Linked DNA regions of Anas platyrhynchos: region 2 is linked to region 1. Evidence: chromatin contacts called from public Hi-C data. All regions are on one chromosome and are shown on one strand. Each heading gives the region's core, a stretch centred on a gene start, on an enhancer-like site or on the middle of the called end of the contact. The rest is flanking DNA. Distances are from core to core; before and after follow the strand shown.

Region 1 (6,209 bases), core at 903-3,402:
AATTTTCATGCAGAACACACCAGACATCACAGGATTCCAGTAGTTCCGGCCCATTTGTCTGCTGCTGCTAGGAAGTTGTTTACTCTTTTGTATCACTCTCTGCTGACGTCTGCTCACTGAACAATGTCATCAAATTTCCTGTTTTTTGGCTTGTGGAAAGTAGCTCCCCCACCTTATGCTAAGGCTTCGCTGCATGGAGATCTGTGGAGCCGGATGCACCCAGCAGACAGGATGTAAGGTTAAATGCAGCATAGCTAAATAAATAAAGTAGGTGTTCAGTTGTGAACGAGAGCTGCCTGCTTGCCATGAGGATAAAGCTGACAATTTAAATGATGAGCAATGATAAAACCCCATGTTTGTTACTGTAATTTTCTTTTTCAATGGCTTTTAGATTTATTATTCTTTTTAATTTTATTCTGTCATGAAGATGTTTTCATTTTAATTGAGTTGTAAGAATTGTATTAATAGATTCCTTCCTGGAGCAGTCAGATTTATAACTGGGAGGTTTATAATTTGGTGTTGTATGATGTATGTGTGAAACCATCTCTGTCCAGGTGTTGCAAAACATTCTGCAAACTGTTGCTTCTGAAGCTGCTCATGCTGTAATGCTGAGGAACTGTCAGCAAGGCATGCATCGCTGGTTCCCCTGCTAGCTAGTGCAGTGGAGTCTGATTGCTGAGATCAGGAATACCGAAGCTCTGCCAGGGGTCTGATCCCCTTACATTTTTGGTTTGCTTGTTTTTTGGCCGGTGGCACAGGGTTATTAACTTCCCCTTGGACAAGAACCAGTGATGAGCAATGCAGACCTTAGTTCAACAGTTCTTGCAGACAGAGCTTTGGGCAGCTTTACTCGATAATACCGACAGCATCACCATGTTAGCCTCCTGTCATGCACCACAAGAGGAAGTATCTATCGGAAAAAAAGAAACAACCTTTGCAAAAATAGGGCAAGCTGTGTGCCTTATGGTGCTTGACTTGTGCTTCTCGAGCTCTTCTGTAGGTCTGTTGTGCTGCAAATGGTTTCCCCTGGCTTGGTGTTACCCCACCTCCAGATACTATTTTTCTTTTCCCCAAACAGCTTGTGTACTTGGCTAAAAGCAGTTGATCACTTCATGAAAGCAGTTCTTGTAAGGAATCTTCTAATGTCCTTTATTTAAGAAAACAAACCAAAGCAAACAAACAAAACAAAACAAAACAAACATTTGGAGTTGCCCTACAGAGCAGTGGAAAAGTCAGGGAACATCTGATGACTAACAGACCAACAGGGTATGCTGGAGACATCTGTAGGAACCAGCCCATCACTGGGGTGGTTGAGTTTGCCTTTTTTGTTTGTTTGTTTAATGGCTTTCTCAACCAGATTCAGTTTTGCTGAAGTGTCTCTCTGATGTTTTCAGTCCATATAATGGGAAGTACTGACTGCAGTGTGTGGGCTGTCACCTCACTGCAGTGCTGTGCTCTCTTTTGGTCTTACTTCTTCATCTTTGAGTCTCTGCAGAAACAAAGATGATGTTTCCTTCTGCCTATCTTCATGGTCAGAAAGGAATACAGCTGGTTCCTGCACAATACCGAGTGCCTCTTCTTGCAGCATCTTGCTTCACTAGTGGGGCCCAAAGCCAGTGTGTGGAGAAATGAACTGGCTGCGGTACCCAGCAGTACTTGTGTGAATCTGCTTTGCATGCTCAGGTGTTTGGTTCCATTTGCAATGGGGTTGTCTTGCTAAGATCTTACCAGTCCCTAAATGTGAATTTTATCCAAGACAGTCTGCCAGGACAAGCTGGATGAGGTACAGTCAGCTTTCACTTCAGGCTGTTAAACCCCTGTGATGAAGACCTTGTACTCTGTACAAGCAAAAATAGAGAAGTTGATCTAGTCCCTCGTGTGGACCTGCCCATAGCACAGGACCACATCAGTCACCTTCCGATTTGGAACGAGCACTGTCTGTGCTCAGGGAGGCTCAGGAAAGCAGCAGGAAAGGAGACGGCTGCAGACAATGAGTGCAGTGCCTAGGCAAAGGTAACCTTCATCCAAACAATTGGCAGGGGCTTCTCTCTCTTTGTTTCTCTGCTGCCCTTTTTCCTCTCTGTGTATTCCCTGTTCCCTCCTCTGCATATTTTCAGAGGTTCATCCTGTACCTTTGTGCCCTCCCATCAGATAACAGCGGTGGTGTTTGATTCTTTTGACCTCTGCTCCCCCATTACTACTCTGTTTTTGCAGTACTGTCCTCTTAAATTCCTCCCTTAGTTCCTCATTTCCATTCCCCTTTGCAGCTTCTGCTGAAGTTGGAACCACTCTTGGCATTACAGACAACAAAAATGACCTTCAGGGCTACGTTTCTCCAGCAGCAAAGCTGGAATTAACTCCCAGCATGGATGGAGCACTCCACTGGGGAGAGGGGACCAGGAGATCAGGGACCCCCTGACCCAGTCAAACAGCAGGCTGGATGTGTGTGCTGAAATCCAGCGGGCCCCAAGAGGCCTAATGCAGCACATTGCTCATTGTTGGGTGGGAGAGAGCAGTTCTGAGCAAACTGCCTGCAAGGCACGTCGGTGCTGTCCTTCTTCCTGGGGCCCTCAGCTGGGGCTGAGCCAAAAGAGCCCTCTACCTCCTGCTCCTGATTGAATTTATTCATAACTTGTCCTCGTGGAGGAGATTTATAAGTACAGGTGCAAGCTAAAACTCCTGAAAAGATGTCATTTATTTTATTTCTAACAAATAAATTCCAGATGTTTGCCTCTGACTCCTGGAGTGCAGATAGAATCAGCTGGAGGCTCCAGTTGTTCAGTCTTGTGTTAGACAGAACAGAGAGTGAAACAAATGCTCCCCATTGCCAGTGGCTTGCAGTCAAAGGGATACAGTTTTTCCAAACAGATGAAACTGGGAGAGTTCCAGGTAAGACTGGGAGAGTTGTGTCGAGAAAACAACTGATAGGCACTGCACTCATAACTGAATTAAAAAGAAAATAGAAGTAAACTTGCATGATGGAAATACTGCAAATAATGGAACATTTCAGGAAGAAAATATACTATCAAGTACTGCAAAAATAGGTCTGTACTTACCAGAAGGTGTTTCTTGCTGCAGACTATGTGAAATGCTGCTTCTTGCATGAGAAACATTACTTTGAATAAACGCCATGAAAAAAAAAAAAAAAGCTAAAAGTATAAATCTGAATTTCAAAGGAAAACAATCTATTAAGTTGTTGTACACACTGTGAAATTATGCCCTAAAACTCGGTCTGAAGTAGAAATGTAATACATAGGATATGACTAGAGACACCCATATCAGAAAAATATTATTCCTAGCATAGATGTGCCTCTCTTGTAAATGAATAAGTAAATAGAAATCAGTCATAGGTCCTTTAAATGGTGTAAGCTTATGGTCCAAGCTAGCCACATTACTTCTTAAGAGTACATGGGTAACAGTGACAGGGCTATATCTTTGCAAAATAAGGAAGAGCCGTGGGGCTAAAATATCGCACATGCTTGGTAGTTGTTGTATTTGCTAGATTTACTAAACAAAAGTAATTCAGAAGTTCAGCATTCAGATCTAGCTGCACAGAGAGGAAAGGACACACAGAACAGTGATGGGGCTTACGTTTGTAGGAGCATCCTCATCAGGTTTTATGGCTCACTCAGCTAAGAAAAGGAGGTGTAGAAGGAGACAGACTCAGAGCACCAAATGCACTAGATAATCTCTCTTCCAATAGCAGCAAGTTGCTGATTGTGTCACAAAACCACTGCAAATCTTGTTTGTTTCATCTGGAAAGTATTTCTGGGTACAGCCTCATATTACGGCCTGCAAATTTTGTTACTCTGTTTTGTGGGGAACATGCTGTGAGTAATTTATATCTAATGGGTCAGTGGTTTGATGCCACCTCTAATACTTTCCTGCTGTTCCATGGAAGGTTTGTTTTGTTGAAATACACTTCAATGTTCTTAGCAAAATTGTATTAGAAATGTAACTGGATTAAATTATGCACCTCATACTATATTCTGAAGTCATCCAGAGTACCACGTCGGTTGAAAGTTAGCAGTGAAAAAAAAAAGTAGACCTTTGGTGTTCCATGGCAGCTGCCTAGACTGTACATGTTAGCGGCTCATATAGTTAGTCAAAATATATTACTGTCGCAATGCAGCACGAAAATTGCAAAGTTCAACATTCAGCAGTACAACATTTGTTTTGTCTTTGGAGGATAAGGACAAAAGAGATGCAGAAAAATCTGCTAACCACACAAATATGAGTGTGGTAAGAACATTTGTCCTGGCTCAGAGGAACATACAAACACATAAAACAAATCAAATGAAACTTCTCATGATTGATAAAAGCTTTCCTAATCGAAAACACTATTCTCTCCTGCACTTATAGTAAGTAATTACAGACTTATGCTCAAAGTTCATAGAGGAAGAAAAGGAAATCAGGTGATCTAAGTAATAAAACTTTTCAAGAGTCCTATTTGCATAATTTTTCAATGAGTTTATAGGATTGTTTTTTTTAATTTTGCAAGCAACCTGTAGTTTTACTGCAGCCTTACTGGAACTGTTCATAAAGTGAGTCTGTCTTTCCTTCCTCTCACATAAGATGTTACACTTTAGTCCAGAAAAACTATTTATCCCTAATATCTAATTTGTTAATATTTCATGTTATATTTACTGTTTCACACAAGTTATTTTTACCATTACACAAATTTATAGAGATGTAGAGTTTTTACACAAAGCAAAACAGTTGTTTTTTAAAATTCCAAGCCTGCAAGTTCCCAGCTAGGCTTTGGGTCCTAGAAATCAGGCTGAGTTCAGAGTTAAGCTATGAAACTACACTAAATTGGATATTTCATTAATAGAATTTTTCTGTTTGCATTGGACATTCTTCTAGTATTGCATTGCTTGGGGGAAAAAGGAAAAAGAAAACAAATGAGTGCAGTTGATTTTTTACTCAGCTGTGCTAGAGCCACGCAGAAGTTTCTCTCTCGCACGTCGCAGGCAGGTCAGAGGAGCTCTGGGTCCCTGCACTGGGGCTCTGCAGATGTAACGTCCCTCTTCCCTGAGGGAGGACACCGAGGCTTGCAAATTAACATTTCCTGCTAAAATTTCTGGTAAAAGCTCCCTGCCAGAGCTATCAGCAGTCTGGATCACTGTCTGGGAAGAAACACTTGGTGCAGGAGAGGAAGAAGGAAATGGTGACTGTGAACTTGTTAATGGTGTCGCCAGACAGGACTTTAATGTCTCTTTTCTCTTGTTTGTTTTCTGGCATGAAGCGCTCTCACTCGCAACAGAAGGCCTAGGCCCAAGCATCCTTTCTTAGAAAAATTACCAGAGTGAGAAAGCAAGAATGACCAGGGTGGAAACATATTTTGGACAGTTGCAGAACAGCTTAAATGAGCTTCCATCTTGTCAGATGCCAGAACTTGTATCTGAAGGGAGATTATCTTTGGATGGCTGCCAGTTTTCCTTACAGTTCATCACCTTTTTTTGTACAAGCTGACACCATTCTGGTAAATAAGGACCAAGTGGAGCTTCTGTCTTTCAAAGGGCTCCTTGTCCTAATTCATTGCTGTTAACCAAATGAAATGAGGATGCCGCTACGTGATGCTGCATGGAGCTCAGTGGCACGTGGCAGAGGAGCCCGGCTCTTCTCCAGCTGCTGCAAGGGCCTGCTGTAGGGCACAAGGACCTGTAACCTGAGGGGAAAAACCCTCTGAAAGATTCCAGATCTCCTACCCAAATCCTAGGGAAGGGAAGCACCATTTTAAACTGGCTGTCCAAATGGCATGTGAAGGGCCCATATCTGCTTTACCAGCTGTGCCTCTTACCCACCTCTAGCTCTGTGCTCTGAAGTGGTAGTGATTTTACAGTGCAGTTAGCTGTGCATCTGTGTGGTTTGCCAGCTAGCTGTGCAGTCAGTGCATGCGTTTACATTATAGATTATTCAGTGTTTTTTCACCTTCTGTCTTGGCCTGTGCTCTTCTTCCTGCATGTTGCAGACCTTTCCTTGAAAATCTGCCGCTGCAGCAAGGCTCTCTGAAAGCTTCACTGCCATCCTGTAACAGGTGAAAGGATCTGATGCGGGTATCTCCAAATGCTGTCCCTCTTCCCTAGAAATCTCAAGGTTAAGCAAAAGATACAATTTATGTAAGGCTATTCAACATCTATATATGATTATTTGCACAATTATGGCTCTTGTACTTTGAGAAATACAAATAATACACGTAGAGTGAG
Region 2 (6,018 bases), core at 27-2,526, 56 kb after region 1:
AACTTTTTGTTTTCTCCCATGAAATTTTATGACTGAATTCCCTGTCAAAGTCTGCCTTATTTTATATAGTATTTCTACAAAGCATTCCACAGCATATATGAAGAGGTAATACTAAACATCTAATGAATTTCAACATTTTATAGCGTATGTATTTTCCTCTGCCATGAAAGAAACAGAACATAAAACCTCCAACAAAAACCTTTAACTCAACAAGTTTGTAAAGGCTGTGTACCTTCACAATTTGAATGAAACCTTCATAGCAAACACCAGAAAATAATAAAATGTATATTTTAAGAAGTGTCAAAGTCCTAGCCATTTCATTTGAAATGTATACGTACTTTGTAGTTTGCAGATGAACAGATGCATGAAATCCTTTTTAAAATAACTGCTGTCTGGGGAAGGGAGGAGTTGAGGGGGTTGGATTGGCAATAAGGGTGATGAAAGGTGGTATATGGCTAGCAAGTCCCTCTGTTTGTGGCCTGCCCTTGGCAAACCCATCAAACCCTTCTGTGCACTTAAGACACTGTACACAGCTAGAAGCAGTGCCATGCTGTATTGCACTGAAGGACTGAAGGAGTATCCTGTCAGCCTTTCCAGTAGGCAGGAAGCCACTCCAAAAGCACTGAAGGAATTGTTAACTATTGTCAGTTCAGAGTCAATTGACTGATTTTAGAGAAGGGACGTTTTGAACCATTCCTCAAGAATCACAAGCTGAGGAGAGGTGGACGATGGAGCAGTTCAGGGGCTGCAGCAGCAGGAGCCTTAAAGCAGGTAAGAAAGGAACAGGTGACCGCTCCAGGTGTTACCTGTTTCTGTGTTTCTCCTTCATCTCCTAGCTAATGATATTCATGATATGCTACTATTTGTAGCTCACTGCTCTTTGTGTTTGCATTGTGCCTTTCTGCCAGTGCTGCCCTCACCATGTTTGTATGTTCTCCCTTCCTACTTGGTATCTGGGTTAAGTGTTGGGGCAGCAGGCAATTTCCTTTCCTAATTCCCTTTATTTTATCAGTGCTTGTATATTGCCAAATCTGGTGGGGCTCAGACCCTGCCTAGGAACATCCAGACCATACCGATATGTCAGTGATTATAGCTGGATAGAGGGTATGGGGTCCTCGTTGATCTTCCAGGGGTTTGACAATCATTACTGAAGGTTAAAAACAAACAAACAACAACAAACCACTCTATCTTTTCAAAGGGAACGTGCAAGTAGAGGGTGAGTTAGCTGCCAGATGTGTTGTTTTCCTGGCAGCGTTACACTGTGTCTCCATACACATGAATCTATTGTAATCAGCTGTAATTTGCCACCTGGTGTTAATCTCTTCCATTGCATGCAGGCTCCTGTGCCTAGTTCAAGGAAAAAAAAACTACTCAGGCTCCTTTAGAGGAAAGCTGCATCAGGCCTTCAATATCTCTACTAACGAGCTGCAAAGAGGATATGAGAGGAAAAGTAACAGCATAAGAGTCCAGAGAATGCCTTCAGGAAGGGGGTAAAAAACTTCCTTCATAAGCGTAGTTATTGTTCTGGGTTGTATTAACGAACGGTGAAAGCAGTTAATCTGCTATAAAAATGCCTGCTGCATCATCACTGAAAAGATGTGAACAATATGATTAATTCCCTGAAATTCACACTGCGTCTTTAATGCCATTACTTGGAGTGTAGAGCTGTGCTAATCAGCCCTCTGTATCAGCTAGATTTATGCCTGTATTGCTGTACAATAAATTCACTAAATGTAAAACAGTAATTTGCAGCCACTGAATGCAGCTCTGTTCATTCTGTTGCCCATCTAAATTTTCCTGTTGCCAGGGACAGATTATAATTAAAGAAAGTCTGGAACCAGCATGCCTGATCCTCACCCAAGTTCTCTTCCCACTGAGTGTCTCTCAGTGGATTACATCCCTTTTGCTTTTTCAGTCTGGCACCCAGGGATGGAGCTCTGCTGGGGACAGGAACCATGAGTTTACTGATGTATTGATGGTCCTTGACTATGGAAGGGAGAACACTGGAACTGGAAGAGTATGTTTAAAATTATTCCCAGTTTCAGACAGTCTTATACAGAGTCTACACTTTTCCTTTATTCTTGGTTTAATGCTAATACAAGAGTAAATTCCAATGTAGACATGATAATGGAGAGTTCTTTTATTCACCTCTGGGGCTTTAATCTTACAGCTTGTTTTAAAACTGAATAAGGTTCAGCAATTGAGCATTAAATGAGCCGTTCAGAATTGTTAGCTGGTTTTCATGTTACGTGTTTTTATTCAGGCAATACTGCTGCTAAACCTGGCTATCAATTTAGTTGCTTCCAGGTGACTCTGGAGCTGTTATGATCTGGAGAAAAAAAAAAAAAAAGTTGGTACTTCAGCAAATTGCCCAAGATGAATATCTTGGTCCCTTCAAGGGATAGGTATAAAATTCTGGGTAATAACTGCCTTTTACAAAGGAGTTATTGCGTGTAGCCAACTTGTCACAGGTCTGAATCTGGATTTCATACTAGTTTTCCCAATGGCTCTATATAAATTAAAAATCACCCAAAATTAAATGAATGTCTTGGTTTTTGTTTCAGTGCTTTTCTTGGTAGCTGTCTCTGCTTGTCTCAGTAGACACATCATTGATACGATACTTGAGAAAATGTGTCATGAACATGAAGGAATTCAAGCAATGACAAAGCCTTTCCTATATGAAAGAGGAGAAAGGGTAATAAAATTAACTATCTACTAATCCCTCACAGGATGCTCAGAGACAGCACAGGAAAACTGTAGCCAGTTGTGTCCTTCTGTGAGACCAGAAGGGTTTGAGTCATGACTCTGAGTGGAGCACTCCGAAATGAAGTCTCAGAGCTGTTCACAAGCTTCAAAACAAGTAATCTCTCTGCTGACGTGTGACATCATGCCTCCAAGGTACAGTGGTCCCGGGGTGCTCATTAAATGATAGTGGGATGGATTGCATTTCATCCTTACATGATGTTTGGATGCAGAAAACAAGCTTTTAAATTACTGCCATGTCCCTCCACAGCCTGTGCTACAGGTTCAGAACAAAGGGATGTCCAGGTGCTTCACGTACTTTTTTTTTTGTTTTGCTGAAGCTTTGGTTCTGTAGGCAAAGGATTTCTTTGTTGTATCTCCACTAAATGCTTTCTCTTATTCCTGCTTTGAATGTTACTAGGGCAAAGTGTCTCATGTTTTCATTTTTTTTCCTTATTTAACATCTTTAAGGATCTCCTCCCACACTTCCCAAACAAACCTCAGTGAATTTAGCTTTGCAAATCTTGTCTGGTTATGTGTTAGCATCCTCTTTAACAAGCAAGCCAACTGAATTAGAAAAGGCCAGAGGATTCAGAGCCATTAAGCAAAATGGGCTTGAAGCTTCTAAACGCCTCTGAGATCCTGCACCTTCAAGCCCAGCCCATGGAGTAACCATAGGTGTTTCTCAGGCCAGGGAAAGGATTCTCATGTTTTGATCTTCCATTTTTTCCCTCTCAGCTTCTTTGTCTTCCATTTTTCTTCCGATGCCATTTGCTAGAAGTACTTCCCTCAGCTTGCACAGGCTGTGGATCTCCCTCAAACACACAGCCCTAACACTGGGACTAAACCCTGCCAGTCAAATGGACACTTGCTGCTTGCAACAACTGTTAGCACAATGCAGTCTTATTTTTTCTGATACAACTTCAAGGGAAAATACCCGGTATTGGCTGAAAGCCTTACACTGGTACCCGCAGACAGGAGAGTGCATAAGTTAACTGAAGCAGCTTGTGAGCAGTTCATTGCTGCTGCGTGCAGTGTTGTTCTCCCACGTACAAATGGAAGTTCAGGAGTGTTTGCAAGCATCTCTGCCTCTGGGGTTATGTTAGCAAATGCAAGCAGCCCTGGACACTTGAAATTTGAATCTCGCCTTTCTTGGTTTGCTTGCTCCCCCCCTCGAGTGGCAAGAGTCATTGCTAGAGCTAAAACTAATCTTAGTTCAGTCCATGGTAATTAACAAAAGTTACTTCATCCTTTAATCACATTGATTTTTCTTGAGGTTGAGGAATAGCTCAGCGATGTATAGTTTCAGAGGGGAAGTGAGGAAGGTGATTGCCTGGCTTTGAAATGAAAGGAGGAATTTAGCTAGTGTGCAATTATTCAAGTAAGAAGTTGCTCCCGTCTGTCTTTAATATTCCAGAGTAGTATTTGATGTAAATCCTTCCCTAGAGTTCATTACATTAGCTCTTAGCTCAACCTGAGAACACTGAGTGCCAAGTTGGGTGTGCAGCGCATTTTATAACCAAGCAGAACGACGTCATGCTAGTGATCCTGCAGCTCCCTAGCTCCTTGGGAGGAGGCATGGTTTTGTCTTCAGCCTAAATGTTTGACCAAATTCCCTTACTGTTTTCAACACAGAATGTGTGAGAGTATTGCTTTTCCACCAGGAAATGTCCCCTTTTGCCTAAATTAGATGTTATTTTGCTACTGATATTTTTCTTTACATGAAATTTTTCCTTTATAAGAAAATTCTTTTTTCTTCATAGATCCCTAAATGCTTTACAAGAAGACACATTCCCCCTTCCCCCCTCCCCCCAGTAGCCCTCTTGCAAATGGGTAAAACAAGCTGCAGGCCAGCCAGTGCTTTGTCTGCACCCACCCTGGCCTGGAGCTGGGGGGTGCCAGGCTACTACTGAGGGCTCTGGGCTTAACCGTGCTGACCTTCAAAAAAAAAAAGCAAGGAGAGAAGTTTAGAAAGCAGGTGATTTCGTAATGGTTTGCCACTGCCACTTTACAGAGACACTGATCAGAGCTCCTGAGAAGCCAGAAATCCGCCCTCCCTCACCACCTTCAGCAAGGCTCACAGGAGAGCCCAGAGACACCGCTGCGTGCACACCGTGTCCCAGCGCCTGTCCCCAGCGGTGGGTGGTGCCAGCTATTTCAGACAGTGTTTACCGTAAGTAAGACTGCAATGATATAGGGTGAATGTAAGTGCTATGAACCAGGCAAGGTGCCCAGCTGACACACAGAGCCAGAGCCTGGGCTGGGAATGGCATGCATCACATTAGACAGTTTTGGGGCATAGTGAGGGAGAAAGCACCCAACTGCATGAATAGACAGTTCTCAGGACATTATCAGAACAGAATGAAATTCTCCTCACCATGCAACCAAGCCCTAAAACTGAGCAGCCTCTCCCAGCCCCTGAAAATCCATGCTGGCAGACTCAGTGCAAATATGCTATTCCCTGCTATGACAAATTGCTGACGTGCCAAGGTCAGAAAGCAAAAAGTTTTCTGCACGCCATCATGCCAGGAATAAAAAGAAAGAAAGAAAGAAAACAAAAAGCTTTGTTTTAAAATAAATGGTTTTAAATAAGCAAATATTCTTTTGAACTACCGTAGAGTACAAACCTAATAATATTTGTTAAGTAACTATCAGTGACATATTTAAGTCTGGCTTAGTATGTATTAGCAGAGTGGTATTTGTGCTGCTTTTGTTGTAACAAGAGTCAATAGCATTTCTAGAAGATGATCTGAAAAAAGGGTTTTTCTTTTTTTCCACTTAGTGTCACACAGAAACACCGGCTGAGCAGCAGACCCGCCTCAGGACTTTCAAGAAAAAACCTTCCTAAGGTACTGATTTCACTGAAATCATATTTCTCTTTCATTGGCTTAGTTCAGTTCATGTTCTGCTTCTGAAGTGCTATTTTTTACCCATAAATCCACTTCCTTTTATCACTATGGCTTTCTGAATTGCCTGCCCCAAGACTGCAAATGCAGCCCTATTATTATAGTCTATCTGAAATGCCACAGTGCCATGGCTGAATAAAGTTCTAACACATTCCACCTCTTCTGATCAGCTGCTGCTCCCTGAGGTCTGGCAAAAACTAGGCTCACTGCTATCCTTGACTACTGCAAGGCTTTTTAGGGGGCTAGGGACCACCTCATAGGGCTAAAATCATGTGAGGCCCTGGGGAGGCTGGAACCATGACGGACTTGACCCAATGATTAAGGAGGTATTGGGGAGGCATTGGGGAGGCAAGGACAATCCCCAGACATG

Evidence for each region. A called contact is a pair of places that touch in the nucleus more often than the background predicts.
Region 2: a Hi-C map of skeletal muscle shows a contact between it and region 1, with 2.6 times the contacts expected there. The contact joins two enhancer-like sites. A contact is called at or near these places in 2 of 8 Hi-C or Micro-C datasets (skeletal muscle and small yellow follicle).

What each region holds. Positions count from the first base shown.
Region 1 is chr11:14,926,004-14,932,212 of IASCAAS_PekinDuck_T2T, forward strand. All of the region lies in intron 2 of LOC101793360 (high affinity cAMP-specific and IBMX-insensitive 3',5'-cyclic phosphodiesterase 8A), which reads left to right. Among named protein-coding and RNA genes, the nearest start is that of FSD2, 94 kb to the right of the region's middle. Within about 2 kb of position 2,153, at least 5 of the 8 cell types and tissues checked have an H3K27ac peak or open chromatin away from gene starts, as enhancers often do.
Region 2 is chr11:14,982,550-14,988,567 of IASCAAS_PekinDuck_T2T, forward strand. It overlaps LOC101793360 (high affinity cAMP-specific and IBMX-insensitive 3',5'-cyclic phosphodiesterase 8A), which reads left to right. Exons shown (of 28, transcript XM_027466406.3): 23 at 1-2,898; 24 at 4,757-4,915; 25 at 5,525-5,591. Among named protein-coding and RNA genes, the nearest start is that of FSD2, 37 kb to the right of the region's middle. Within about 2 kb of position 1,277, at least 2 of the 8 cell types and tissues checked have an H3K27ac peak or open chromatin away from gene starts, as enhancers often do.